Linked DNA regions of Macaca mulatta: all the other regions are linked to region 2. A link is a contact called in public Hi-C data. All regions are on one chromosome and are shown on one strand. The core of a region is the stretch at or near the end of the contact, and the rest is flanking DNA. Distances in the headings are between cores, read along the strand shown. Region 1 holds the start of H2AC6 (H2A clustered histone 6). Region 2 holds the start of H2BC10 (H2B clustered histone 10). Region 3 holds the start of H1-2 (H1.2 linker histone, cluster member).

Evidence for each region. A called contact is a pair of places that touch in the nucleus more often than the background predicts.
Region 1: a Hi-C map of fetal cortex germinal zone shows a contact between it and region 2, with 2.7 times the contacts expected there. The contact joins the promoter of H2AC6 here to the promoter of H2BC10 in region 2. A contact is called at or near these places in 2 of 14 Hi-C or Micro-C datasets (fetal cortex germinal zone and liver).
Region 3: a Hi-C map of liver shows a contact between it and region 2, with 4 times the contacts expected there. The contact joins the promoter of H1-2 here to the promoter of H2BC10 in region 2. A contact is called at or near these places in 2 of 14 Hi-C or Micro-C datasets (fetal cortex germinal zone and liver).

What each region holds. Positions count from the first base shown.
Region 1 is chr4:156,986,426-156,989,189 of T2T-MMU8v2.0, reverse strand. H2AC6 (H2A clustered histone 6) reads left to right here and starts at 1,251. Exons shown (of 2, transcript NM_001193778.2): 1 at 1,251-1,828. The coding sequence starts at 1,311. The coding sequence ends at 1,703. H2BC4 (H2B clustered histone 4) reads right to left here and starts at 1,003. Exons shown (of 2, transcript XM_001086167.5): 1 at 593-1,003. The coding sequence starts at 982. The coding sequence ends at 602.
Region 2 is chr4:156,841,244-156,844,351 of T2T-MMU8v2.0, reverse strand. H2BC10 (H2B clustered histone 10) reads left to right here and starts at 1,648. Exons shown (of 1, transcript XM_078000863.1): 1 at 1,648-3,108. The coding sequence starts at 1,693. The coding sequence ends at 2,073. LOC144340549 (histone H3.1) reads right to left here and starts at 1,417. Exons shown (of 2, transcript XM_078000862.1): 1 at 870-1,417; 2 at 1-592. The coding sequence starts at 119. It also overlaps H2AC10.
Region 3 is chr4:157,051,918-157,054,942 of T2T-MMU8v2.0, reverse strand. It overlaps H1-2 (H1.2 linker histone, cluster member), which reads right to left and starts at 1,711. Exons shown (of 1, transcript XM_001084417.5): 1 at 1-1,711. The coding sequence starts at 1,669. The coding sequence ends at 1,028.

The DNA.
Region 1 (2,764 bases), core at 2-2,501, 150 kb before region 2:
GTATTATGTTAAAGGACTTTATTACCGGGGCAGTTGGAAACCAAGGAGACACAGCCTTCAGTATATTACGAAGGTGTGCGCCACGAAAACAGAGTGGGTGTCCTTCCTTAGCCAGTTACTCCCCAGGTTTCCACTCCGGTCCGCTATGTAAATAAGGGCTTCAAACCAGCTTTCTCTCGATTGGTTAATATTAAAAATGACAGGACAGCCTATTGGCTAGAAACTGATGTCGAAATTATGACTTTACGGCAGCCGTTCATCCAGGCGACGTAAACAGGGACAGACAACTGGGTCCGAAACCCACGCGAGCCTGAAGTTTCTTCCGGGAACGCGGGGTTAGCAAAATGGCCGCTTGTCTCTATTTTAAATTTAAGCGCAACGAATTGACCCCAAACCCATTTTTAGTGGCTGGTTTCTTCCAGGCTCAGGCCCCTTTGTCCCTCTCTAAGTTGTAGAACTTGTCCCCACCCTTCTCCAATCCCTAATACTCTTCCGCCGCCAAATAAAACTTTGGCGTCAGGCCACAGCTCTTTTAGTGGGTATGTGGGTGGCTCTTAAAAGAGCCTTTGGGGTTAAGTGTTAAGACGCTTACTTGAAAAGTTTACTTGGAGCTGGTGTACTTGGTGACGGCCTTGGTGCCCTCCGACACGGCGTGCTTCGCCAGCTCTCCGGGAAGGAGCAGGCGCACGGCAGTCTGTATCTCCCTGGAGGTGATGGTCGAGCGCTTGTTGTAATGCGCCAGGCGGGAAGCCTCCCCCGCGATACGCTCAAATATGTCGTTAACGAAAGAATTCATGATCCCCATCGCTTTGGAAGAGATGCCGGTGTCGGGGTGGACCTGCTTCAGCACCTTGTACACATAAACAGAGTAGCTCTCCTTGCGGCTGCGCTTGCGCTTTTTCCCATCTTTTTTCTGCGCCTTGGTCACCGCCTTCTTGGAGCCCTTCTTTGGGGCGGGAGCAGACTTGGCTGGCTCAGGCATCTTTAACACCAGAAATGTGTCGGAAGTAAACAACGGATTTCTGCTACTTATAGGGCCTTTATGCTAATGAGGGATGGAGAGTACCTCTTAGTTAATTGGAAGACAAACTGCAGAGTTGTCATCCGTGGGCCGAGCTATGCAAATGAGGTATGAAAGTGCAGCTTTTCTATTGGCTACCTGACTAGTATTTGCTACCGACCAATCGAAAAGTCGGATTTACTCCCCAGCAACTACCTATAAAAGCAGCCATGTTTTACACATTTTTCGATTTTGTTTGTTTTCTCCTGAGCTTGGACTGCTTGTTTTGGTGCTGTTTTGTGTTATTGAGATGTCTGGACGCGGTAAGCAGGGAGGCAAAGCTCGCGCCAAAGCGAAATCTCGCTCTTCTCGTGCTGGTCTCCAGTTCCCGGTGGGCCGAGTGCACCGCCTGCTCCGCAAAGGCAATTACGCAGAGCGGGTCGGGGCAGGCGCGCCGGTGTACCTGGCGGCTGTGTTGGAGTACCTGACTGCCGAGATCCTGGAGCTGGCCGGCAACGCGGCTCGCGACAACAAGAAGACCCGCATCATCCCGCGCCACTTGCAGCTGGCCATCCGTAACGACGAGGAGCTCAACAAGCTGCTAGGCCGGGTGACAATTGCTCAGGGCGGCGTCCTTCCTAATATCCAGGCCGTGCTTTTGCCTAAGAAAACCGAGAGTCACCACAAGGCCAAGGGCAAGTGATTTGACAGGCATCTGAGCTTCCGTGAAACGCTATCAAACCCAAAGGCTCTTTTCAGAGCCCCCCTACCGTTTCAGAGGAAGAGCTAACCTCACTGCTTGTACGTACGAGGGAAAAAAGCACTAAGGTAAGTTAATTTTATCTCAATCTGGAGCAACGTGTATTCTTGCTTTTCAGTTTTTTGGGGAACGGTGTTACTAAAGGTTGGTCTATTAGGTCAGTTAGGATCTAATGTTCGTATGTGCTATCATTATATTCTAACTATCTAGTCTAGTGTTTTGTAAGATCGACCATAGTTGGTGCCTAATTAGTTTACATTCTAGGGATACCTGGTGATCTAAAAAACTGATTGCTTTTAAAATGTAAATTCAAGGCAAAACTGTAGCGTGACGGTAACCTCGTTCGGCCCTCCGACTAGTCCCCCTTCTATTTTGTTCTCAATTTAGGCTGTAGGCAGCCTCATTTTCTTAATTCTGTTAAACTTCTAGGTTCCATTCCTGCTAAAGTGCAGAGTATACTGTCTAAAAGTTAACCAGGAAGTTGAAAGGTGTCTAAAAAACAGACTAATGTCTCTACTCTAGAACGATGCCTGACACGCAACGTGCTGTTTTATTTTAAGAGACTCAAGCGTCTAGGTTTCCAGGACAGCCAAAAAAGGAGACTGGGGCCTGTGGCCACTCAAAAACCTTTGCTTTCTGCTCACCTCTCTAATCCTAGCACTTTGGGAGGCCGAGGGGCGCGGATCACCTGAGGTCACGAGTTCGACGCTAACCTGGCCAACATGATGAAACTCGTCTCTAAAAAAAATTAACAAAAACTAGTCGGGCGTGGTGGCACATACCTTTCAATTGCAGCTACTCTTGAGTCTGACTCAGGACAGTCGCTTGAGGTGGGAGGGAGGGGGAGGCTGCAGTAAGCCGAGACCGTGCCACTGTCATCCAGCTTGGGCAACAGAGTGAGACACCGTCTCCAAAAAAGAAAACCTTTGCTTCTGTCTCTGGTAACAGCTGCCCCACCCACAAGAAATGGAGATCTGGGACCGTGGGCAAATTTCTAGGGACCT
Region 2 (3,108 bases), core at 399-2,898:
TGAGGCTTCTTCACGCCGCCGGTGGCCGGCGCGCTTTTCCGAGCCGCCTTAGTCGCCAGCTGCTTGCGCGGTGCTTTGCCACCGGTGGACTTGCGTGCAGTCTGCTTGGTGCGGGCCATCTCAGATTAACTGGAAGAAAAACTCAGCCATTTGGCAGAGTGGCGACTGCCCTTATATATACTCAGAAACATTCTAATTGGCCTTGCTGATTTTTAAAAGTCCCGCGCAACAAAACCATTGGCTGAAGAGTCCAACGATGTGATTGGTGAATTACTGGAAAGTCTGATTGGACAAATCACTTCATTTTTTAATCCTCTCTTCTCTGTTAGTATGCGATCCAAGAGCGTTAATTTCCTAAAATTCTAATTCTGCGCTTTTCAAGCTGTAGTCCGTAAACGACTACTTTAAGACTTTGGAAGACGCTAATTCTCATTCAGTAGATGTGTTGTGGGGCCAGATTCGGAGGACCACGTTTTGAGAAGTTTATCTGTGGTTTTCCGGAGTAACTTGAACTGCCGCTAGCTAGAAACTTTTGACCACAAGGCAGGATTCCTGGGTGGTGTACCTGGGAAATCACAAGCCAAGAAGTCACCTACATAAAACAGTGAGCAACAAATGTTAACTGAATTGTATTTTGTCCCAAATGGTGTTTTGCTTCGGTTGAGAATTTTTAAAGGACAGACTAACTAGGTTTTCCAACGACTCTCATTTACTTTTCATTGGGTCCTATTGATATTCCAGGCTACCATCCCCACTAGCCTCTTCTGCAGGGTAACTTGAACACTGGAGTGGCCCTGTCCATGTAAACTTTACACAGTTTTGCAAACATTATTGAACTTGCTTCTTCCCGAATACATTAAAGCACTTACTTGCGATATTAGACATTTTCTCATTAGTCCTGTTCGCCTAGTCAGTCACTTGTATAGACAGGGCCACAGTACGGCCTGAATATTGGGCAGGACACCGCCCTGCGCGATAGTAACTTTGCCCAGCAGCTTGTTGAGCTTCTCGCGGTGGATGGCCAGCTGCAGGCGTCGGGGAATGACGCAGGTCTTCTGTCGCGGGCCGCGTTGCCCGCCAACTCCAGGATCTTGGCGGTCAGGTACTCCAGCACCGCCGCCAGGTACACGGGCGCGCTGGCCCCCACCCGCTCGCCGTAGTTGCCCTTGCGGAGCAGGCGGTGCCCTCGGCCCACAGAAAACTGGAGACCAGCCCTGGAAGAGTGTGTTTGAGCCTTGGCGCCAGCTTTGCTGCCCTGCTTTCCACATCCAGACGCAGTGAAGTATTTAAATAATTGTTTAGAAGAAGGAAAGTGACTGGTTCTAGTAAAACGCAACCAGCTAAACTACTATAATCTATATTCGGTAAAGTGGCCTGTGCTATCTCCTGAACAAAGATTTCAGCCAATCGAAAAGCAGATGTTTAAAAAAAGTTAAAAAAAAAAAAAAAAAAAAAACTTCTGACTTACATAATTATAGTTGAAAGGTCAAATTATGAGGTTGAGCTTCTGGGAGAGCCAATGAGATTTAGGAATTTAGAAATGGCCTATCGTATGTTCAGACATTAAAAGAACCAATCAGAAACCGAAACTCAGCAAGCCTCATTTGCATATACACGGAATAAATAACGAGGGCGTTTGGGCTCGCCAGCATTTCCCTGTGGTCGTTTGACGGTGTCACTTCGGCTGCGAACATGCCAGAACCAGCTAAGTCAGCCCCTGCCCCGAAGAAGGGCTCGAAGAAGGCGGTGACCAAGGCACAGAAGAAGGACGGCAAGAAGCGCAAGCGCAGCCGTAAGGAGAGCTATTCCGTGTACGTGTACAAGGTGCTGAAGCAGGTCCACCCCGACACCGGCATCTCGTCCAAGGCTATGGGTATCATGAACTCCTTCGTCAACGACATTTTTGAGCGTATCGCAGGCGAGGCTTCCCGCCTGGCGCATTACAACAAGCGCTCGACTATCACTTCCAGGGAGATACAAACGGCCGTGCGCCTGCTGCTCCCCGGGGAGCTGGCCAAACACGCGGTGTCGGAGGGCACCAAGGCTGTCACCAAGTACACCAGCTCCAAATAAATAGTTACCTGAGTAAAAGCGCCAACGACCCAAAGGCTCTTTTAAGAGCCACCCATGTTGTCGTTTAAAGATCTGTAATTTTCCAGAGTTGGCAAGGTAAAATGGCTAAGCAACACATGGGATAGTAAGGGTTTACTAAAACGTCCAAGTTCGGCCGCGCGCAGTGGCTCACGCCTGTAATCCCAGCACTTTTGGAGGCCGAGGAGGGCGGATCACATGAGGTCAGGAGTTCGAGACCAGCCTAGCCAACATGGTGAAACCCCGTTTCTACTAAAATATACAAAAATTAGCCGGGAATGGTGGCAGACTTAATCCCAGCTACTTGGGAGGCAGTCAGAAGAATCGTTTGAGCCCGGGAGGCGGAGGTTGCAGTGAGCCGAGATCGAGCCGTTGTACTCAAACCTGGGGTATAAGAGCGAGACTGCCCTCAAAAAGTCCAGGTTCGTTGTTTTTTCCCCTATAGATTGTAAGCGTCACCAAGGAGTAAGTGCGTATGCAGCTTAATATGAGACATTTCACTCAGCAGCTAAGGAAAAATCGTGTTCTAGGTTGATCCCCACTTTTCTTCCCGCACACCACCACCTTAAAGCTATGTTTTCGCTTTTAGTTTCACTTTAACATCCTATTGCCCTTGACTTGGAGTAGCCGGGTGGAAATCAAGTTTGGGGTAGTATTAAATCTAAAATAAGCTCTGAGAAAGCGAAATTCGTCTTGTAGTTCGTTGTTAACTTGTAAATGATTGGAGCGGCATTTGACGGAGGAAATCACCTCTGTTGGTTGCATTTCTAAACCATGGCAGATCGCTACCAGACGTTCTCATTATCCCCCTTCCAACTCTACTAATTTCTTTACAAATTTTACTGAGTTTATAATTAATGGATTACTTCACGTAGCTATATATATTACCTCTTGGCAAGATCAGGAACTCTACCATCTTCCTAGCTGAACATATTGAGGTTTAAGAGAAAGAACAGGCAACAGGATAGCCTGAAGTTGGAGCAAAGAAATGAAAATTCCCGGTGCTACATTCATATG
Region 3 (3,025 bases), core at 462-2,961, 210 kb before region 2:
GGAACCATTAACGAAGGCCTTTATTAGAAATGTCTCTCATTTATCCATATACTTTAGTTAATAGTACAAATCGTTCTCCGCGTAGAAACACTTGGACTGCCAAACAAAATGTGTTTAAAAGAACTTCGATTTTTAAATGTTGATGTCTGCCTAAACTGAGGATAAGTAACCGTCAAGCGAGGACAAAATGGCTGGCTAAAAGTTGTGCTTTCGATACGCTCAAAATCGATACGCTCAAATCTGTCAGTTTAGCGGAACACTACATGCATGATATGAGAAACAAAAAGCTCCCTAGGTCCACGATTGCCTTGGGTGGAGGAAGGGCTATTGCCGCTGTTTATTCAAATGCATTCCTTTGTTACCACAGGAATGAGAAATTAACAGCAGAGGAATGTAGGACAAAGGTACCTGCACGCACTCTCCTCCCAGGGCTGGATGTTGCCACTACCTCCAGGAGATACCAACTTGACTACCTACAACATGGAAAGCGTCCGAAATCCCGAACGTTAATATCAAGAGGCAAAACTTTCAAGTCACAGAGAAGCAACACACACGGAATAAGCAACGTCTGCCACCATCCAATTAAATATAGAATTAAAGTCATGGACTAGAACGACGGACCAACCCAGGAGCAGGGCGGGACTTTTGAATTATTTTTTAGTCCAATCCGGATATCCCTTTAGACGAAGAAACTGGCTCTTGTTTTGCGATCTTTTCTGCCTTTCACAGGCCTGGGGCGTGGCTGACTGCCATCCCAAAAACATCCGCCAGCGGGAAACGCCTCGAAGCAGCAGTCAGGGACATGGAAGTCGCAGTAAAGGTTTAAGCGCCGTAACCTCACCACGGCCACTCTCGAACCCCCGTTACTTATTTGTCTTATAAGGTTCCCGTTCGACTAACCTTAAGGAGCAGGGTCGAGCAAGAAAAGGAACAAGGGCAACTAAGAAAAACAAGTATCCAGCTCTTTTATTGAGATCAGTGGTGGCTCTGAAAAGAGCCTTTTGGGTTTTTTGAAGCAGGCGTCCACCTATTTCTTCTTGGGTGCCGCCTTCTTAGGCTTGACAACCTTGGGCTTGGCGGCCTTGGGCTTCACGGACTTAGCAGCACTTTTGGCAGCTTTCTTGGGCTTCGCAACCTTGGCCTTCTTTGGGCTCTTGGCCACTTTCTTGGTCACAGTGGCCGCGGCCGGCTTCTTCGCCTTCTTCGGTGTTTTCTTAGCGCTCTTCTTCGGGGTAGCGCCGCCAGTCGCCTTCCTAGGCTTCTTAGCTGCCCCAACCGGCTTCTTAGGCTTGGCTGCGCCCACCTTCTTAACCTTGGGCTTGGTTTCGCCGGAGGCTGCCTTCTTGTTAAGTTTGAAGGAACCAGAAGCACCGGTGCCCTTAGTCTGCACCAGAGTGCCCTTGCTCACCAGACTCTTGAGACCAAGTTTGATTCGGCTGTTGTTTTTCTCCACATCATAGCCGGCGGCAGCCAACGCTTTTTTCAAAGCAGCAAGAGAAACCCCGCTGCGCTCTTTAGAGGCTGCCACCGCCTTGGTGATGAGCTCTGACACCGGGGGACCAGATGCCTTACGAGGCGGCCCCCCAGATTTCTTGGCTGTTTTCTTCTTTACGGGGACTTTCTCCGCCGGAGGCGCGGCAGCGGGAGCGACAGGAGCAGTCTCGGACATGTTGAGGATCAACAACTCGGGTACAAGTGGCAAAGCGCCGATGAAACAGCGCTTGGGCAGGGCCGCTGTATATATAGAGCGCAGGAGCGCTCTGATTGGTGCTCTGGTGGCCCGCCTGGCTGGCAGGCTCTGAGTCGCTGCGCTGCTCCCAAGTTGTGTTTGTTCCACCTCACAAAAGGGGAAAAATATTAAAATTCCCTGCACCAAATCACCCGGATTTGGTCAGGAAAGGATCTCAGAAGCCTCGGGCTTCAGGCTTTTCATTTATTTTTTCCACAACCACAAAAACAACGCGTCCAGGCGTCCCCAATTCCCCCAACTCCGAAGGAAGTCTGGGGCAGTCAGAGACCACTTTCTGTTTTTCTTATAAATTACCTGTTCGCTCCTTTGCCCCTGAAAGTTCTTTTTCCCAGGGGTGGTTGGGCACATGCTTCCCTTATTTTTGAAAAAAAAAGCGAAATGGTTTCCACCTAAATTTTCATGATAATTCTGTTTCTTCACAAGGGAAGTAACACAGGTCCTGTGTGAATTCTTCCTGCAGACGCACAGGAACTGTGGACTGGGACAAGGATTCCAGGGCCAGTCCAAAGTAATTAGGGAGGGATGGGAGGGGGTTCATGAGCCTTGGTAGGGTCCGGTGTGGTGGGGGGCTAGAGACTTAAATCTTTGATTTGAAGACATTGAAACCATCAAATCCTTCTTTTCATAGATGGGGGCGGGGCATCCTTTTCACTTCTCTACAGGCGAGAAATTGGGCTCTTTTTAAAAAGCTCTGAGGTCCCCCTCTGAGTTGTGTAAGGCAGGAGGTCTGGCTCTCAAGATAGAGATAATAAAGGAACAAGGGAGATCCCTTAAGCCTGCAAAGAAAGCCAATAGATTTGGCAGTTAGAGGCACTGAGATAATATGTTTTCAAAGAAAACAAGCATTTATTTATTTATTTATTTTTGTACATTGCAATATTAGAGATGAATTTCAGCCCATGAAAATTAGAGGTTACTTTCAATAACCACACCTTACACAAGTTACCGTACAGGACAATCTCCAGTTTGAAACTCAAATATATCTTTGAATTGCAAATAAAGCAACTGACTTTAATAAAACAAACTCTTGACTTTTAAGATGAACAATATATTTGAAATTTATTTTTTAAATAGCAAAAATTTACACAGAAAGATAGGAAAAGTACCAGAACATGTAATTTATTATAAGATCTTTTGTTGATGAGCTGAAAATCACCTCTTCTTTTCCCCTCTGAAACTATTCTGTTCTCAAGTTTACTACTTTAAGGTTCACTACTTATTTTACTCTCCGACCCCAAGTAATTGCTATTTTTTTCTAGAGATTAAAGGCAAAGT